2 separate regions of the Rattus norvegicus genome follow, and region 1 is linked to region 2. The links are chromatin contacts, called in public Hi-C maps. All regions are on one chromosome and are shown on one strand. The core of a region is the stretch at or near the end of the contact, and the rest is flanking DNA. Distances in the headings are between cores, read along the strand shown. Region 1 overlaps Arid1b (AT-rich interaction domain 1B). Region 2 overlaps LOC102548409 (a long non-coding RNA gene).

Region 1 (5,396 bases), core at 2,747-5,246, 230 kb after region 2:
ACTTTTTAAACATAAACACAGGCTGTTAAATTCCTACCCATCTTTGGTGCATTCTGGTCAATTTGGGGTTAATGATTTTTAAATGTGTGTCCAAGCTGGTCTTAGAGATGCCGTCTGTAGGTCTAGCTACCATGAATTCCACAGCAGGATTGTTTAAGCTCAGGAGTTCAAAACCGACTTGACCAAACATAGTTACAGTTGGCAAAACATGCATGTAGGGACTGTCAGTGACTTTATGGCCTAGAGAAGTCATCCTTAACTCTTTGCATGTGTGTGCGACACAACACATGCAAGTCCTCATGGAACCATGCCAATCAACGCATCCCCCAGCTTTGCCTCTTTAACTGCCTGGTTCCCGGAGCTGGGAATGCATGTCCTACAGACCTGAGGAGCAGCTTCTCTGCAGAGGCGTGAGCCTGCTGCTCCAGCCCCAGGCCTGACTGGCGGCTTAGCCCAGCTCTAAGCCGTGTGGCTGGCCGTGTGGAATCGCTTCGACTCCTCATTTTAGTGGGGTTTGTTCACACAGAAAGATGCGGAAAATATTACTGGAGATTTTATGATAAAATAAAAATTTCCCCCAAATTTGACTTTTTCCCCCTTGGGTCAGGAGCAAATGATAAAGAGGCCAAATCCTTTAGGGTTCATGTCATAAACTAGGTCTAAGACATTGCAGATCTAGTGTGGACATTTGAAATGTACTGATAATTCCCAAGTGTCCTGCTCACCCCTGAGCCTCAGCGTGGTTTTCAGAGTGGGAATTGGTGACAGAGCAGCTGTTGTGACTGGAGTTCGCCCTTCTGTTTTCTACCCTGTGGTGCTATCTGAGAATGTACAGAAGTTGCCGGAAAGAAGGCAAAAGTAAATGGGTAGAGGAGTTCTTGGTATGCAGTGTAGCAAGCCATCATTAACGCTCTAGATGGCAGATCTGTGGGGCAGCCTGAGATGGTACCCAGTGGTAACCTTTAATTTAAAATGCTGGTGCCAGGTGTTAGGTAACAAAGGACTGCAATCCCAGCACCTGAGAGGTATAGGCAAGGGTTAGGAATTCAGAGCCAGCCTGATGACATAGTGAGTTCAAAGCCAATCCAGTCTGTATAAAAAGCCATCTTAGAAATTAAAAAAAAGTGGGGAGGGCTGGACAGATGGTTCATTGGTTAAGAGCATGGTCTGCTCTCTTCCTGAGGTCCTGAGTTCAATTTCCAGTAACCACATGGTGGCTCACAACCATCTGTAATGGGATCTCATGTCTGGTGTGTCTGAAGACAGCAACAGTGTATTCATATACATTAAATAAATAATGTAAAAATACAACATAAAAATTATCATGCTTGTGTGTGCTTGCAGGTATGTGCATGTAGTATGGCGCCTGTGCACATATATACGTATACAGATACATTTAGGGAGAGCTGAGGAAGGGTATCTGTCAATAATTATACTAATAATTATAAAGAGTGACCCTGTTTTTCTGGTCTCTTACTCTTCATCCCAGCTGTTTGGATGATAAATAGGTAAACCCATTACTTTGGGGTGTCCATGGCACTCACACTTTGGAGTTTCTCATCCAGGTTCTTTGCTGTTCCTTCAGTTTCAGTGTTTAACCCAAAGACCCTGTGCAGATTTCGGGGAGATTACAGAGGAAATGAACATGACTGTCTTTGAAGTAGACACACACCTTCTCTCATTTTTGCTGGCAGCCTGTGGTGTCCTTGGTGTCCTGGTCAGCACAGCTCTGCTTTTCTGTCCATGTAAACATCTAAGGTTCATTAGAACAGTTGGATGGGAAAAGTACTAGGACTGCATTTCACCCTCCAGATTCTGGATTCAATACAAAGTGCAATCTGGACGCTCTAAGCTAATGATCAAAGTAATTTTCTTTATGGAGGTGTATGAAAGTGGCGTGGGTGAATTTTCTTGCAGCTGTCCGTTGTTGCTCTTTGCTTGAGAATTAGGAAGACATTTGTTTACTTTGTATGGCTCAGTCGCCATTTTTAATGGTGAGAAGCCTGCTGTGAGGAGGGAATGTCTTCTGTTATGTTTGCATTCAGGATGGGTAGCCCCACTGCTCCTAGAAGAGCTTGAGTTGACCTAAAGCCACAAGTTCCGATTTTTAAAAAGCTGCTCTAATCTGTCAGGTGGGGGTGGGGGTGGAAAACCAACAAGCCGGAATAATGATGTCACCACAAATGGAGGGTCAGTTGAAGGCTGTGTGTGACCCAGCTACCATGGTGAAGAGGGGAGTTTGAAGTTATACAATTTTTAATAGAAAGGCAAAATACGTTATATCTTAGGGAACCTCACCTTCTGTGATTTTGTAGAAGGAAATGTTCTATAAAGAAACATAAAACGATCCTGAGAAAATAATGAAATTGGTACCAAAATAGAGACTGTTCTGTGTGGTTAAAGCCGTGATTCTGTATTAGTCAAAAGCTTACACGGGGCTTACATGAGGCCTTGTCACTCAAATAATGGACAATTGAAAATTTTTTCTAGAACTTGATTGGCTCTTTTAACTGTCAAAATTGTAAATCTAACAGTTATATCCAAAGGACTGGTTTATTGAGCCCACTTTCATATTTCATGGTGACTTTTAAAATAGTTCCCTTAATCATAAACATGTAGCAGAATGAAAATTCACTCAATGTTGCTGAATTGCAAGTAGTTTTATAATCTGATTGTTTTTTTGAGATAGGTATGAAGGTGACATTTTCCTTTTTTGAAACGTGTTGTGTGTTTTCACAGAAGTTGGCTTGTTCCTTAGTTAAGAAATTGGTGGGATGATGGTGGCTAGGATTTTAGGTGCACTGGTGACTTGAGGCCACCGTCTGGTGCATGTGTGGTGAGATAGGCATGCTGTTTTTCATGAACTTCTAGACTTGGGCACATGTCAGTGCAGAGAAGAGGAGGCCTATCTGTCCAGCTCTTCCTGAGGAGAGACTTGGCTGGCCTGACTCCCCTGTCTCCACCCCTGGGAGAGGTCAAGGGAAGCAACTCAGCCTCCAGGTATACTTTAGTCACAGCCCTTGACCCTTTAAAGAGAGGGATTGGGTGCCTGCCAAGGAGCCGCAGGGACAAAGGACAACAACCCTGGTTTGAAACTGTAGCTCTTTTCTTGGTGGGAAGCTTGGGCAGCCTTTCAAGTCTGTGAAAGGGATGGCTCTTGGCTGTTCCTATTTTTATAAGAAAACTAACTCTTATGATTAGAGCTATTCAGCAGAAAGTGAATTCATGTTACACTGTATTTATTCTTATAGACAGTAATATAATAATAGATCTGTCTTTGATTTGGGCCCATCTTCATCATCTGTTACTAACTTGACGTAAAAGCAAATCCTATTTCTTTATAAAAAACTTTTCAGGATAACTTTAACTCCAAGATTCTCCTGAATTTCCACAACCGCACTTGTCCAGAACTTGGTGAGTTTTCAACTCTGTAATCTTGACTTTTAGTTATGGTTCAGCTGGGTTACTGCTGGGCCAGCCTTCCGTACTTGTAGTGTTTTTAAAAAGCCCACAACTTACACTTTCTGTGATTGAGTGGTTGTGAGAAAAGCCAGGGGTGGGGCGAGGGCAGGTGCTCTCCCAAGCTCGGTGCAGATGGATGTGGGCCCAGCTCCTCCCATGAAGCAGTCACAGCATTCAGTTTAGCGGGCATGGGGGTGGTGTTGCAAATCAACACAGACCCTCAGTCACTCCTACTGAGTGAGAAAAGGGTAGTGGGAGAAACTATTTGCATTTTCTTCTGGGAGCAAGGAAAAAGCAAGAAGTCTGTGCCATGAAATTGAGGTTCTTGACTGTTTACTTTTGGTTTTACTCCCAGGGTCCCCTGGTGTTATTGACTAAGGCAGGTCTTCCCGGAGGAATATGAGACCGTGGTATAGTCCGCCTCATAATGTTCCTGGATATTTTTATAATTTATCATCAGCTGACACTGCCTGGGTAGAATATTCTTACCACTCCCTCTGGCTGCTGGAAGTCTGAAATTACATCTTTGTCTTTGAAGTCAGGCATACTGTTAGCGTTGCTATGGTGACAGGGTGGGTAATGGCCTAGGCAGACTGGAGATTGGTGCTTAGCATTTAAACGCTGCTGTACACAAGGCCTTGCTTTTTAGAGCAGTTACTGAAGTCTACCCTTTTAGTAAATGTTTAAAAATTACATTTTTACATGGTCTTACTAGATTAATAGTCATGGTTTATTTAGTTTTAACTGCAAGGATAAAAGCATTATTCCATTAAATGGGTAGCTTTTTCCCCTCTCTTTTGGTTTATGCATTATTAACACAGGCTTTCCTGTTTTGCTTGTAACATTTTTATAGGCTTTTTCAAACACAGAGTCAGATTTGCTCTGTTGCTCCTTTAGTTTAGGACTTAACCCATTCTCGGCTTGATCCTTCACAGCTTCACATGGGGAACAGTGTTAAATGACTAAGCTTTCCTGAGAGCAAAGTTTTTTAAAGCTGCGTTTGTAGTAATGTCTGGTTAGCCATTCTGGTGAACTGTAGCAGTGGTGGATTTGAAAACGCTTTCGTTGTGAGACCTCACTGAGTGCCCCTCTCACATGAGCGTTTGGAGGAGGAAAAGAGACAGTTTGAAAGATTTCAGTTGATGTAACTTTAGAAGTAATATCTTTGGCTTATTAAACCTGCGTAGGAATAGACCGTGTGCTTACAGGTAGGATAGCCACGTTTCTGCTCACTTGATTCATAAATTGATTCTGGCACAGTGCCACACAATACAGACTTTATCACAGGATGAAATCTTTCACTAAGGTCACTTAGGGGTTTCTCTTCATGCTAACTGGATGATTCTTTGTGTGTGTTGGGGATGTGAGACAGGATTTCTTTATAACCCTGGGGACCCTGGAACTCACTTTGTAGACCAGGCTGGCCTCGAAATTAGAGATCTTCCTGCTTCTGCCTCCCAAGTGCTGGGACTAAAGGCATGTGCTGTCACCACCTAGCTTGGCTCTGAGGTCTATTTCTGCCCTTTTCACCTACACAAAACAAATTAATGTCTCTCTCCTATGTGAGGGCTGGTCCAGACAATTTAATATTTGCCCCTCCCACCCCTGCAAGGCTAAGTAGTCTCTTGAATTGATTGTCTCCTTTATAGATCTCCACCCTAACATTGGCATCACCATCTTCTTTTCTTTTCTTCTTTTCTTAAAGAAAAAGACTCTCATTGTGTTCCCCAGGCTGGCCTTGAATTCTGGGGCTCAGGTACTTCTCCTGCCTCACTTTTAATTCCATGGACAACTCCTCTCATCCTCTGCCACACCCACCTTCCACCTGGCCTTAACTCTCTGGTCTCACTTGTTTGTCTTAGTACCTCCAAATTTGACGTCTGTGACCAGACAGTGTCCAGAGGTGTGTTATAGTACACAGTAGGAGGGAACTG
Region 2 (5,396 bases), core at 656-3,155:
AGACTATATGAAAATACCACGCTGCGTGAGAGACTGGAACATAAGGAATTCGGAATGGGGAGGTGCTGAATGGAGAACTTTATTGGGAATATCCAAGGGAAATTACACTGAGAATGCTTTTTTGATCCCTTTGTATATTCTTTAGAGACAGAAAGAACAAGAGTAAGAAAGACGTGGATGAAGATTGAGGACTGGCATCCAGGAGCCCAGTCAAGAGCTGCTAGAACTCTTCTAAAGGAAGCTCTCCAGCACATTGTTCTTGGGATGTTCTCTCCACGAGGAAAGGGTTGTCTTTGTTGAACGTGTAAAAATTTAAATACTATTGATTCTCTTCCAACAGGCCAGGCAGACAGGAGTGAGAGAGTATATGTGTGGGTGGGTGTGAGCCTGGCTTTAAAGAAAGCTGCTTTCCCTTTTCCTCTGTAGTAGGTGGAGTGCCATGAAAACCTTCAACTGTTTTATACGTTGTTGATCACTTGCACTACCTACAGGGCAATAATTTTCTACTCTGTAAGGCAATCAATATGCTATCTACTACCATTGGCTCCCTCCATGCCCTTCTCCTTACCCTCACGGTTTTGAGACGTTTTTTAAAATTATAACTTCTTTAAAGTTTCCATTTTAAGCCTTTGGTTTTGTTCAAAGCTGTTAGTTTTCGACTTAAGGGAAATTTTGTTTGTTTGTTTGTTTGTTTCTGCTCTCAACTGTTATAAGCCCCATAGTTTAGTTTTAAGGACTCGAGTCACAGTATACCTTATTTGTCCCCTTGTGTCTGCTACTGCAGCCCTGGGTGTTTTGTATAATGCATGAGTGAGCCCCGCTTAGAAATAGAAATGCATTTTCAATAAGTATTTATTATGTTGTTCTGAGCATACAGCTTTAAATTTGCCCGCTGTAGCTTGAAGCATTACACAAACTGTTGGTCTGCCGACTGCCTCTCTGGCAGCAGCACACAGAAAATAGATTGCTAAGGGTTTTTTCCCCCCTCCTCCTCCCCCTCCTCTCTTCCCTCTCTCCCTCCCTCGATTTTCCTTTTTCTCGTTTTCTCTAAACCAGTCTTGAACATTTTTTTAAAAAATCTTGTGGCATTTTTAATCAACACGTATTTCCTTCCAAGACCTATGCTCCTCTATTGATTCCCATTAAAATGCTTTTCTTTTCTTTGACCCCCTCTGCTGATCGAATTTCAGATCAGCCACAGGATATGCAACTAACCTTCCGGCACTACTGAACCCAGCCGAGCGAGGGTGATCAAAAGACTTGATGCATTCATTAAACATTCCCCTCGCCCGGGCAGAAGCTCTAATGGAAGCTATCTTTTTGCACGGCAATCCTCCCCCCCCCCTTTTTTTTTTGTCTTTCCCTCCACCCTCCAAAAGAAAAAAAAAATGTTTTTTTGCCTTTGATCGCAAGGGAGGGGAGGGGGGAGAACATGAGAACAAAAGAGACCTATCTTTTCCCCCCGGGCTGACGTCAGTTTGATTTTACTGACAACTATTCGAGCGTGCGGAGCAGTTGGAAGCGGCCCCAGCCGCCCCCGCCCCCCACACCTTCCACTTTGGGGAGAAACTAAGACTTTTAGCAGCTCCGGAGACGCGCCCTGAAAATGGCCCGCTCGGCAAAGGGCATCCGAGGCTTATTTGTGTGGCACGATCTTTACTGGGGCGGAAAACACGCGGCGGGGGAGGAGCGGGAACGGGCGCAGCGGGGCGGGGAGAGCCAGGAATGTTCCTTCCCGGCTGCGAGCCCGAGGACGCGGGCCGAGGAAACAGGCCCCGCCCGGCCGTCGCGGGTCCGGGCGCGGGCGGCTCCGGGCGGCTCCGGGCGGGGCGGCGGCGCGAGGGTTCCGGCCTGACGGAGCCGGGGGAGCAAGGAGCCCGCGACCCCTCCGGCGCGCGTGCGCGGTGCGGCCCTCACACACACCACCGCCACCAACCACCCCCGGCCGCGGAGGCCTCTGCGACGCCTGTCTCCGCTCCGGGAGCGCGGCGGGCGGCAAAACCCGGTCCGGATGGGGTGCGGATCATACTGCGTGGCGTAGAGGCCCCGCTCCGGCGTCCTCCACCCTGCTGGAGAAGCCTTCGAGTTCCCAGTCGGGCCCCGGAGGCAAAGCCTCGGCCGAGGGCAACGCCACATCTGCGGTTGCCAGGACCCTAAGATGTATGAGCGACCTGAACCGTTTCTGGAAAAGTCATATTTTCCAGGCTTTCGTGAAGTAGTCACCGCTCCTGTTCTAAATCTGGAGGCGGCTGTGTATCTATTTCAGGGAGAGAGGAAGAAGTAAAAACTAGACCGGACTCCGGGAAACGTGGGCAGCGAGGTTGGACCGTGCCTGAGGTCCACTCAGTCCCCGTGACTCCTCAGACCTGGGTGTCTTCATTAGCTTAGGGTGTGTTAGGGGGCTCTGCAGGGAGGGGATTAGCATGGCCCAAAGGCTGGGGGCGTGGCTGGGGTAGAGGTTTAGGGTTCACCCCAGCAGCTGGACAGAATCCAACTCTTCTTTTAGGGTCTTGATTTTTCCCAAGTGGAAACATGCATAAAATAAAAAGTCAGTTTTTCATTTGACACCTTGTGTGCACTGCTGTCTTTTTTTGGTTTATTTTTGAGATGGTTGGGATGGAACCCAGAGCCCTTTGCCTGCTAAGCAACTACAAGTCTCTGCCAACTGAACTGTGTCTCCGACCACCCCTCTGGAATAGTTTGAGTATGTGTATGTGTTTCTAACCATCTCCAAACGGCTGTGAGGATCCCCAAGTATGAGTAGCAAGGTTTATTATTTTGGTATTTGCCCTAGGCCCTAGGCCAGTGTTCACCATAAGCACTGAGTACATTTTTCTGGATGAGTGTATGTTGGCAAGAATGAAGTCCTGGGAAGCTAGCATGAGGATCATTAACTTTAATTGAGTGGGGGGGTCAGGATAGGCTTCATGAAAGGTTAGTCCATTGAACAGAACCTTGGGGACCAGCCACAGATGACAGGAAAGGCACTTCCACATTGAGGTCAGAAAGTGAGCAAAGGAGTGAATGTACGATAGGAACATAGTAGGGCTAAGTAGTAATGTTAATATGTGATACAATAGAGAACATGGACAAACAGGAACCACAAAAAAAAAAAAAAAGCAAAGAGCTGTAAGCAGTTTTGGTAACTTCAGAAAATGTACACGGAATGAAAAATGCCAAGAAAAATCTCTGAGTTGGGAGTTAGGGAGGCACTGAGGGAGTTGGGGAGACTATGAGGTTCTCTCTGGAAAAAGACGTTAAGTGTGGAACCGATGTTTTCATTAAACATCTTTGGCCATTAGGGTCTTTCTCATTGGTGAAGACATGAGTTGATTTAGAAACAGAAAGGTATTAGTCATCTCTGTAAAGAGATGGGATGCGCTGGAGACAAGATAAATGTCTGCCTTCAGGAATGCTAAATAAATGGTGGCAAGGTCACAAAATGGAGAGCGAGGGAATGTGTAGTGAAGACATCAAAAATATAATTCAGGACGGGAGGGATGGCTCGGCCTTTAAGAGCATCCGTTGCTTTTGCAGAAGGCTCATCTTGGTTCCCAGTACCCACAAGTCACCTCATAATTGTAACTCCAGCTTCAGGGACTCAGCACCAGGCACACACATGCTGCCCCACGTATATGAAGGCAAAACTCACATACATAAAATATAAATAATCTTAAGCCACACTGCAGAGCTGGAGAGATGCCTACTAGTAAGATTCTTACACTGCAAACACAAGCAACAGAGTTCCATTCCCAGAACCCACATAACGATCTTTGGTGTGGTAGTGTGTGTTTCTAATTCCAGCACGGAGGAGATGGAGACTCAGATCCCTGGGGCCCCCTGGCCAGCTAACCTAGCCTACTTGGCAAGCTCCAGGGTAAAGAGAAGCCTTGTCTCAAAAATCAAAATGGGTGCCTCCAGAGGACTAAGACCTGCCAGGACCTGAACAGCTTTGGACGTAACCTTACTGGATCAAAGGGGAATGAGGAAACGACAGACACACATTCACCTATACAGAAAAGGGGACAAGGGTAGGCAGCAACCTGGATAGACACACACCAGCAGCCCTGGGTGGGTCTCTGTAGGGGATCAGTACCAGGCTGAAGTCATCTTAGAAGAGACAATCGTGCTTCATGATTTTGCCTCACACTGTCAACATCCTTATTCAGACCAGGAAAAGTTCTTGTGATTCCCATGGTTCCTAACCTGTGGGCCTCAACCCCTCTAGGGGTTGAATGTTAGATATCCTGTATATCAGACATTTACATTACGATTCATAACGGTAGCAAAATTACAGCTATAAAGTAGTAACAAAATAATTCTATGGTTGGGGTCCACCACGACATGAGGAACTGTACTAAATGGTCACAGTGCTAGGAAGGTTAAAAGCCACTGGTCTAAGGCAGCATGGTCCTGGGTATGGCTGCGCTCATGTTAACAGTACACATTCACTCAGGTATAGAGAGAATCTCTTCAAAGCATCATCTGTCTATAAAAAAGCTGATGGCCAATGAGCTGAGGCAGGGAATAGGAGGTGGGACACTGGGAGGAAAAGAGGATTCTGGGAAATAGTATAAAAGAGAGAGAGAGATTAAAGAGAGCAGTGAGGAGCCTGTTGTAAACCAGCAAGTAGCTGAACTCAGGATAAAATAAAGAGAGATACAAGAAAAATCCAATTGAGTAGCTGGGGAGATGCTGGGAAGATGCAAAGGAAGAAGCTGTTGGGGCTGAGGAGAGGTAACTAACCAAGTGGCAAACAAAGAATAATTTGTATGGTTAGATAAGTTACACGCTAGTCAGGGAATCAGCCAAAGCTTATGGTCCAGGCATTTAATGATAAATAATTGGTCTCAGAGTTACCATTGATGAGAACTAAGGGGCCAGAAGGGAAAATGAATCATTATTTTTAACACTGAGGGCTTCATCCCCTCCCCTGCAAACACCCAGTGTTGACCTCTGGCCAACTTGAATGTGCACCTGCAGGCATACAGTACATGATATGCACCCACATGGACACAGACATTAAAAACCACAGCTCTCTTTATTGGAAAAGAGCACAGGATGCATTGTTATTTGAAGAAGCAGGTTACAAATTAGCAAGGGCATGCCTAAAATATTAGGGGTTCTCTCTAGTTGGTGCCATTCTAAGTAATTTCCCCCTTTCTCTCTCATCCCTGTAGAACTGGCTGAAGCAGGTCTCCATATTTTGAAGCTCAGGGTCCTTCTGTTACAACAGGAGTGCTGTCGGTCATATTGGGCATCCTCCTCCAGGGAACCAAAGAACACAGTCTCCGGAATCAAGCTGACCTGAGGGCTTCGCAAGCATCATTTTTCACTCCCTGTGCCATCTGCCTCTGGCAACCACAAGACCTTTCTGGTCCTCAGTAACTTCATCT

Evidence for each region. Hi-C and Micro-C count contacts between places; a contact is called where the count stands out from the background.
Region 1: a contact with region 2 is called in a Hi-C map of mammary epithelial cells, with 2.6 times the contacts expected there. The contact joins two enhancer-like sites. A contact is called at or near these places in 1 of 12 Hi-C or Micro-C datasets (mammary epithelial cells) and 1 of 1 datasets of contacts at active chromatin or transcription factors (oligodendrocytes).

What each region holds. Positions count from the first base shown.
Region 1 is chr1:48,122,730-48,128,125 of GRCr8, forward strand. All of the region lies in intron 4 of Arid1b (AT-rich interaction domain 1B), which reads left to right. Among named protein-coding and RNA genes, the nearest start is that of Arid1b, 150 kb to the left of the region's middle. Within about 2 kb of position 3,997, at least 36 of the 93 cell types and tissues checked have an H3K27ac peak or open chromatin away from gene starts, as enhancers often do.
Region 2 is chr1:47,891,531-47,896,926 of GRCr8, forward strand. It overlaps LOC102548409 (a long non-coding RNA gene), which reads right to left. Exons shown (of 2, transcript XR_349981.5): 2 at 5,023-5,396. Among named protein-coding and RNA genes, the nearest start is that of Arid1b, 80 kb to the right of the region's middle. Within about 2 kb of position 1,906, at least 89 of the 93 cell types and tissues checked have an H3K27ac peak or open chromatin away from gene starts, as enhancers often do.